2 separate regions of the Pan troglodytes genome follow, and region 2 is linked to region 1. Evidence: chromatin contacts called from public Hi-C data. All regions are on one chromosome and are shown on one strand. The core of a region is the stretch at or near the end of the contact, and the rest is flanking DNA. Distances in the headings are between cores, read along the strand shown. Region 1 holds the start of BIN3 (bridging integrator 3). Region 2 overlaps PEBP4 (phosphatidylethanolamine binding protein 4).

Region 1 (4,026 bases), core at 224-2,723:
TTCTACTAGTATACAGCAGTTACCTAGGCTAAAACGTTTGGAAATATTTATCCCTGTGGGGCATAACTGAGGGAGGCAGAACATGGGGAAGGGAGGAAGCAGGTGGGAAAACTATTCACAGGTGCTAACTGCCAGGAGGCTCCTAAACCCACAACAGCCCTTCCATCCATCACACTCTCTGCAAAGCAGCGAGGACTCTCTCTTTCCCTTTACCCACACTCTCTGCCCAGGCTACCCTTTGGTGACTTCTGCTCTTCCTCTTTACTCTTCAAGGCTGCTCTTGTGCTCATTTTGGCCTGTTTCCTGAGGAACAACATGGTAATGAAGCTGATCTGCATGATGTGCTTGGGGACCCAACCTCCATTGGAAACTTCAATTGAGTCAAACTATGGACTCTCAAGAATGGAAACAGAAAACACAAATGAGAGACTGCATCCTGTGGCCCACCCTCCTACCTCTCCTGCTCAAGCCCTCTACTCCACCCTAGGAGGTCAAAACAAATCATACACTACTTCTGCTCTAGGTCATTGGTCATATTTTTCCCACTAGGTCATTGATTAGCAACCCCCTAAGCAGTCCCTGAAACAATCCCGGTCCATCTGAGGAAGGAGAATTCCTAGAGAGAAGGTCACTGGGGGCCCAGCAGCACCTGCACAGGCCTCACTGCCTTCTTGTCTCTCTTCCAAGGCAGGGAGGTACTTAGCAGTGAGGAAACCAAGTCAGCCCAGAATCCCAGGCAACTTGTGAGCCACTAAGGCCCTGAATTCTGACTTTGGGAGACCCGAGGCAAGTCAGCTGCTTGCTTGGTCCTGTCTGTGTCTTAGCCATGGTAAGCTCCCTCTGCCTGGAGCCTCGTCACCCCTCATCTCAGATTCACCTGGCTAGCCCTGATTCTGCCTTGAGGGCTTGGCTTACACACTGGCTCCTCCTGGAAGCCTTCCCCAAAACCCCATGTGCTGCTTCAGGGTCCCCTTCCAGGCTGCCACCACACCTCATTCTATCCTATCCTATAGCATGATTATAATTGCCTGCTTGTCTCTCCCTCCAGGAAAGTAGCTCTGGGAAGGAACAAGAGCAGGGCAGATACTTCTTTGAGATAGCTGTATCCTAAGATTGGCTCGGTACCTGACACTAATATTAGTGCAACTAGTATTAGTTAAATGAAGGAATAGAACGAATGGGGCAATTTACATCATTTGAGTCCTGTAGAGGAGACCAAAGGGAAGGGCTGAAAGGCAGGGAACAACTCATACTCTGCATCTTATTGTGTTGAATAAATCTACGAAACATTCCAACCTGAAAAGCACCTATCTATTGATATTCAGAGCCCTGTGCCATCTTGGAAGGGAAACGTCCGTTTGTTTGTAACAGGTAATGCATGTGTGGTGTACAAACTGTAAAAGATAGGAAAGAGCATTCAGAGAATGTAAGTTTTCCACTTTCTCCATCCCAAATGGCTCCTTCTCCCACAGGCAATTGCTGCCACTGTCTCTGGATTAGAAACCACTTGACAGAGGGGACAGCCCGGCTAAGGGCCCTGCATGGTCAGGTGAAGAGATCTTTAGGAGTCAGTGTTGAAGGCAGAAAACGCCCCCAGAGGTTCCCCTCATCCCCCGTTGCAGCCTGTGTGTCTAAGCGCTTGGCCAGAGCCAGAGGGTCGCCGGCAAGAGAAACTCCGCGGCGAGCACGCAGCAGCAGAAGGGTTAACGCGCCGGGCTCCGCCTCCCAACCGCCTCTTCCGGGCAGAGAGGCGGGCTTACGTCACTTCCTGGAGACTGGTTGAATCCGGAAGTGACCCTAGAGGAACGAGTTGTGGCTGAGGACCCCGGCGGCAGACGCAGGTTCGGGACCATGAGCTGGTGAGTGAGGCCCAGGCGGCGGGAGCTGCTGGACCCGTGGACCCGCGGACCCGCGAGGCCCCTGGCCCTGTGTCAGTGCCGCGTCCCGGCTCCCTCCGGTCCCTTGCGACCCCTCCGCCCCAGAGCAAGGCCCGACAGCCCCTGCCCTAGGGTCGTTCCCTCGGTGCTTTCCGGAGTCGCAATCTCTCAGCAGGACTCCCGGGGAGAGTGGCGGATGATCCTCTTAGCCTGAGACTCCGCGTCTGACCCGTTTTGCCGGACTCGCGTCCTCCTAGCTCCTTGAAGTGAGGGACTTCCTTGTTCCCTCCTTTTTTAAACACCCATTGAGGTGGAGTCAGTGTCGTCTTTCTCTCCTGTGGGCATCTCTGCCCCGCGCCAGTCCCTCCAGAGCTGTGGCCCTCGCTGTGGCAGCCTGGACCCAGTTCACTAATCAAAACCCACTCCCTTCTGGGTAACTATCCTCTTTGCACGACTTAGCAGGCTTCAAAAGACAAGGAAAACTTGCTTCTCTTTTTAAAGGGGCCAGAATTACACTCCGCACACACCCTTCCACTGTGGGATTGGACTGGTTTTAATCATTCCAGGGCTATTACTCACTGCCTGCCCTCTAAATAGGCATGGTTAAGTTTAAACTTATGGGAACTATCATGCCATGAGAAAAGAAGCCAGGGAGTCTTAGAGTAATAGAGTCACAATTCCAGTTGCTGCAGTATGATGTGATACTTGGGTCATAGTAGACACTTCATAATGGTGTATTTATTTTGTAAGACTCAGTTTGCCCAAAAGGCAATCCCCATTTGTTGCTCTCGATTATTTATGTTCACAGGAGAGAATTGTGACTTGCCTGCCTTCCTGGGGTTTTCTTAGAGGTTAGAGAATACTCATATGCAGGACCTTACCTTACCATCAGGCCCAAGGACCTATATAGCCACAACCCTGGACCTCAGGGGATTCAACTATAGTGTGTGAATAAATTGAGCCCCAGAGATGTACAAGATTAATCAGCCCATGGACATAGGGAACATATTTGCCACTCTGTCCTCAGAGGCTAGTGTGTTTGTTTATGCAAAGCGCATGATAACCAGTTATGAATGAATTAAGATAACAGAATGTCCTTCAGGAAGGCTTTTGCAGCTTAATTTTGGCCATCAGTGGAGAACACAAGCAGCTGATATCAGTCAGTGTCAGGGATACTTCTCTAAAGTAAAATGCGAACCATCTGTCCCCTCCCCCACCTGTTTCTTAGACCAAGATTGATGGACAAATGTCAGACAATCACCGCAAGCACGGGAGGAAAGCCTGAAGCAATGCCCTAATAAGCCCCGGCAGGAGCTTCTGCTTTTCCCTCCACCATTTGCTCCAGGAGGCCAATAAGGGGCTGGAGCCTTAAAAAGCTACCTTCCCTGTCTTGTTATAACCTAGTTAGTGGTGGGCAAAGCGGCAATTCTTCAGTTCCCTTTCCCAGAGGAATTATGTCCTTTCAGTGTCATTCTGGGCCCCCCAGTCTTGCAATATAGATATCCTTTTGGCTGCTGCGTCTTGAATCTTTGCAGTGTTCTTACCTAATTTTTCAAAGTGAAAATGAGGCAGTACAGATGCTTTATATTGCCTAGATTGGCCTTTACTGAACCAATCTTCCCTTCAGAAGTTGGGAGAAGAGCACAGCAGAAACTAATAAAGGTAAATGATTCTCTGGGTGATCTGAAGCAGGTTGTTTCCACCTGTCTCACAGAAAGTTTCCCTTCTGAAAAAATAGCCCATTCCTTAAAGGTTAGCCTGTCAGGTTGGAGAGAATTGAAATTGACAACTGTCTAACATGGAGCTGAGATTTTCATCTAGTAGCTTTAATTTACCAGTACATGCACATCTTGCTATCTCCTTGGACTGAGAGTCACAGCCAGAAGGGTGGCTTTGTCCCTCAAAGCTGAGATTCCTTTCTCTTCCCCCTTAAAGGGCTTCTACGTCATCTCTTGCGTGGACCCTGACCCTCTCTCTCAAAGACGGGAACAGCACCGGCGCCTGGGCACACAATCACACTCAGTTCCTAGCTCAATGGCTGGCAAGGAGACCGGGGCTGGGTCCTTCTGATTCACTCCCTGAGTGGTTTTCCTGCCCCCAGAATGAATCCATCCATTCATGTGAGACTGGAATTCTCATTAGGGGAAGA
Region 2 (4,002 bases), core at 416-2,915, 250 kb before region 1:
GTGCCTATCCCTGAACCTAGCAGTGACCCTCTACAGCTCCCCTTAATCTACAAGGACTGAGAGTAGAGGAGGATGGTTGCCCTGAATGCAAGTCAAGGTGTGATTGATCAGATAAGGGTGAAAGGATGTTAGGTAGGAAATGCAAGGGCAGGTCCTATGGAAGTGAGTAATCTGGCCAAGTACAGAGCTGAAAGGTGCCAGAGCCAGAGTCAAAGCCAGGTCTGCCCAACTCCAGAGCCCATGGGCCTGGCCAGTGGGCCACTGGCAAGGGCTCTAAGGGAGACACCAGGGGGCGCTGGCACAGGCAGGGGTGGGCTGGCCGAAGGGAAGCTTTCCCTGGTTAGAATGGAAGGGGGTGGGCAGGAAGGATAGTTCTTCCTAGGGAAGGTGGTAGTTGGAGCTTCCCTTAAGGGAGAGGGCATGACTGGTGAGGCTGGAGGAGCAAGTGCTATCTGGGTCCCTCAAGAAAAGGGTGCGGGGAGCCTGAGTGTTTAGGACAGAGAAGAGCATGAAGGTATTTCTTCTGGGCCTGATGGAGAAGGGCACGAGTTGGTGACTGCTATGTGGGGATGGTGCATTGCTTCCAAGGTGACTGAAGCAATGCCACCAAAGCAGTGACTGCCAGTGGACATGCCTGGGAACACCCCCCCCCTCCCCCGCCCCCAGCAAACTCCAAAGCCCTGGAAAGAGGGGTGCAGCAGTGCCTCTGTGCCCACCAGAGAGCTTCCCACCTCCATATTCTGGCATTGGCCACTTCCCCATCCTTGGCGTCTTTGGACCCTGCTCCCGTCACAATGCTTCCTCCTCTAGGAAGCCTTCCCTGACTGCCTCCCTCTGGGCTCCACCTACATCCCTGGCTGATCTTTTCTTTCTCTGTGCTTTTAAAATGTTCCTACCCTCTAAACTGGGTTTTGACTTCCCTGTGTCTTGTGCTGTAGTTGCTCATTCCTGTCTCTCAAAGCTTCAAGCACTTTATAAGTTAGGAGAGAAAGACTATGTGTTGTTTTTCTTTGAGTCACCCGTGGGCCCCACCAGCACCTCAGATGCCATGCTGGCTGACTGGGTGACTAGGTGAGAGAGTGAACAGGTGAATGCATGAATTCATGAATGCATGAATGAATGAATGACATGTGGGAGAGCATCTCCTGGAGTGTGAGCTATGAGCTGTGTCAGCCCAACTGTTGGCCCTTTCAGCATCTGTTGAAGGAAAGCTGCTAAACCTAGTGAACCCAGGGCAGCAGGACTCTCTCCTCCCCCTAGGGGTGGGGTGTGAGCTGGGGGGTGGGTGGGGAAGCAGGCAGAGAAAGAGAGGAAGTCAGGCAGGTTCATGAGAAGGCAAAGTAACACAGGAAAACGTGGCTGGCTCCCGTGCCAGCTATGGCTGAGCGAGAGAGGTGTGGAAGTAAGAGGAAGCGTTTCTCCCCTGGCGCTCTGACAAACATGAAGAGGCAAACATTTAAAAATGCATCCCGTTCTCAAGCCAAGGAAAACTGAAAGGCCCCTGAGAAGCTTCTTGACTGGGGGCTTATTCTCCACCTTAAATTTCGCCAGCTGGAATCCTTTTGAAGTGCAGAAATTGCCTTTAAGTGGGGAATGTGCATTGCATTACAGGGAGGGAACAAAAGGCTGCCTCGGTCTGTCCCGCTCTCCCTGGAGTTTCCAATCAGGCTTGGCCCAGGCACTATTTCTTCTCCTCACAAAGCAGGTGGCCCTGAGTGCCCTATCCACCTGGGCCAGTGCATTTCATGCCAGCCCAGGCCTCTAGCCGCAGCCTCCCAGGGAGCACCTTCTCGCCCTCATTGGCCCATGGTGGAGACACAAGTTTCAACCCAAATTTTCTAGAGGCCTGGAACTCTCCTCTCTATAAGAGACCTCGGAACTCACAGGTCCACCGCCCCCACCAACCCTTCTCTGTATACACAGAGCAGAAAAATACAGGCTGCTGCAGTCACAAAATGATTAGCCGAGGAAGGACAGGGGGCTCCCAACACCCACAGCAATTCTAGAAGAACAGCCCCTAATGGATGGAGCAGAGACGTCTTCCAGTAGACTACATGTGGAGTCTCCTCTCCTACATGTGGAAGCGGTCAAGTGCAGGCCCACTGGCTCAGGGGACTGCAGCCGCCACGGACTATTTGGTGTTAGGGATGTGCGGTGACTCACTTCGTAAATATTACTGAACACACTGTGCATCAGGCACCATGTCAGTGCTATTGATTCAGAGACGAAAGACACTATCACGGAGCTTGCAGTATAGCTGGGGAGATAGACAGGTAGTGGGCAAGCATGGGGACACAGGGTGTCAGTGAGCCAGGACCCAGCAAGGGACAGATGGGAGCCAGGATGGTGAGGTGAGGGATGAGGCTTGTGGTGGGGTCGGGGGTCGGGGCGGGTAGGGCAGGGGCACATCCATGGTTAGGAGCCAAGAACTTCATGGCCCTGGTGTGGAGTTTAGAGTTTATCTTAAAGTTTGGCTGGTGGCTGGGGGAGGAGAGTCACCATTTGATTTTTAGGCTGGTAAATGTGATCAGATTTGCAATTTGGGAAGGTCACTCCAGCAGCAGGTGGAAGAATGGAAGAAAGGTAAGATTGAAGGCAAGGTGCCCACCCTGCAACCTAGGTGATGGCATGGACCATGGGCTGGGCTTAAAAGATGTTAAGGATGGGGAACCCATAGAGCTTGGGGGCTGTGGGGATATTGGGGAGAGGGAGAGTCCAGATGACCCTCGGGTTTCTGTGATGAGCAGGCGAGTGGGTAACAATGAGGTTGAGTATATAATTTCTCATCTAAGACAGGACCCTTTTGAGACTAAAGGGGGGTGCTGTTAATAGTTATGCCAGGACAATGTGTGTCATTAGGCACGGCGCTGGCAAGCTGGGGTATATGTTAACTCTAATAACGGTGCCTTCACCAAGAAGGGGACACAGAGAAGCACTGGGTTTTTTACAGGGATGGCAGCCATTGGCACCGAATTCTGCACAGAAACCCATAGAGTTTGAGGAGGCTGTAGCATCCAGAGGTAGCTGCCCGAGAGGCAGGTCGGCCATCTGACTCCAGAAGAGAAGGCAGGGCTGGGCACCTGGGTCTGCATCCTCAGTGTTCCAGCAGGGGTGGACTCTGAGAGGCAGACAGGTTTACCTGTGGGTAGGCTCTGCTATGCTCAACAGCAGCCAGCCAGAGAGGTTGGGTGAGGCCACAGGAAATGCACGCTCTGCCTTACCCCAGCAAGCTACTGGTTACCCGTGTGAGGGGACCAAGGAGTGAATGAGGAGTGGATCCCATGGAGTAGGCTATTCACACCACCGCTTTGCCAGGGGAGAAGAGATGCCTGCGAATATTTAAATGCTGGCAGGGGCTGGGCACAGTGGCACATACTGGGCACAGTATGTGTTCAGTAATATTTACGAAGTGGGTCACATCTCTAATCCCAACACTTCGGGAGCCCAAGACAGGAGGATTTGCTTGAGGTCAGGAGTTAGAGACCCCATCTCTACAAAAAAATGAAGTTAACCAGGCCTCATGGTGGTTGATGCCTGTAATCCCAGTACTTTGGGAGGCTGAGGTGGGCAGATCACTTGAAGTCAGGAGATCAGCCTGGCCAACATGGTGAAACCCCATTTCTACTAAAAATACAAAACTTAGCTGGGTGTGGTGGCACATGCCTGTAATCCCAGGTACTTGGGAGGCTGAGATAGGAGAATCACTTGAACCCAGGAGGCAGCGGTTGCAGTGAGCCTAGATCGCGCCACTGTACTCCAGCCTGGGCAACAGAGCAAGACTCTGTCTCAAAAAAAAAAAAAAAAAAAAAAAGTAGCCAGGCCTGGTAGTTCACACCTGTAGTCCTAGGTACTGGGGAGGCTAAGGTGGGAAAATCACTTGAACCCAGGAGTTCAAGGCTGCAGTAGGCTAAGGAGCTATGATTGTGCCACTGCACTTCAGCCTGGGCAATGGAGCAAGACCCCAACTCTAAATAAATAAATAAATTCTGGCAGGAAGGAGCC

Evidence for each region. Hi-C and Micro-C count contacts between places; a contact is called where the count stands out from the background.
Region 2: a Hi-C map of induced pluripotent stem cells shows a contact between it and region 1, with 2.1 times the contacts expected there. The contact joins the enhancer-like site here to the promoter of BIN3 in region 1. A contact is called at or near these places in 3 of 7 Hi-C or Micro-C datasets (blood, induced pluripotent stem cells and stem cell-derived neural progenitor cells) and 1 of 1 datasets of contacts at active chromatin or transcription factors (stem cell-derived excitatory neurons).

The regions. Positions count from the first base shown.
Region 1 is chr7:30,995,846-30,999,871 of NHGRI_mPanTro3-v2.0_pri, reverse strand. BIN3 (bridging integrator 3) reads left to right here and starts at 1,473. Exons shown (of 10, transcript XM_054657306.2): 1 at 1,473-1,859.
Region 2 is chr7:31,243,369-31,247,370 of NHGRI_mPanTro3-v2.0_pri, reverse strand. All of the region lies in intron 3 of PEBP4 (phosphatidylethanolamine binding protein 4), which reads left to right. Among named protein-coding and RNA genes, the nearest start is that of PEBP4, 25 kb to the left of the region's middle. Within about 2 kb of position 1,665, at least 3 of the 24 cell types and tissues checked have an H3K27ac peak or open chromatin away from gene starts, as enhancers often do. A contact at or near this core is called in induced pluripotent stem cells and stem cell-derived neural progenitor cells, where this site is marked.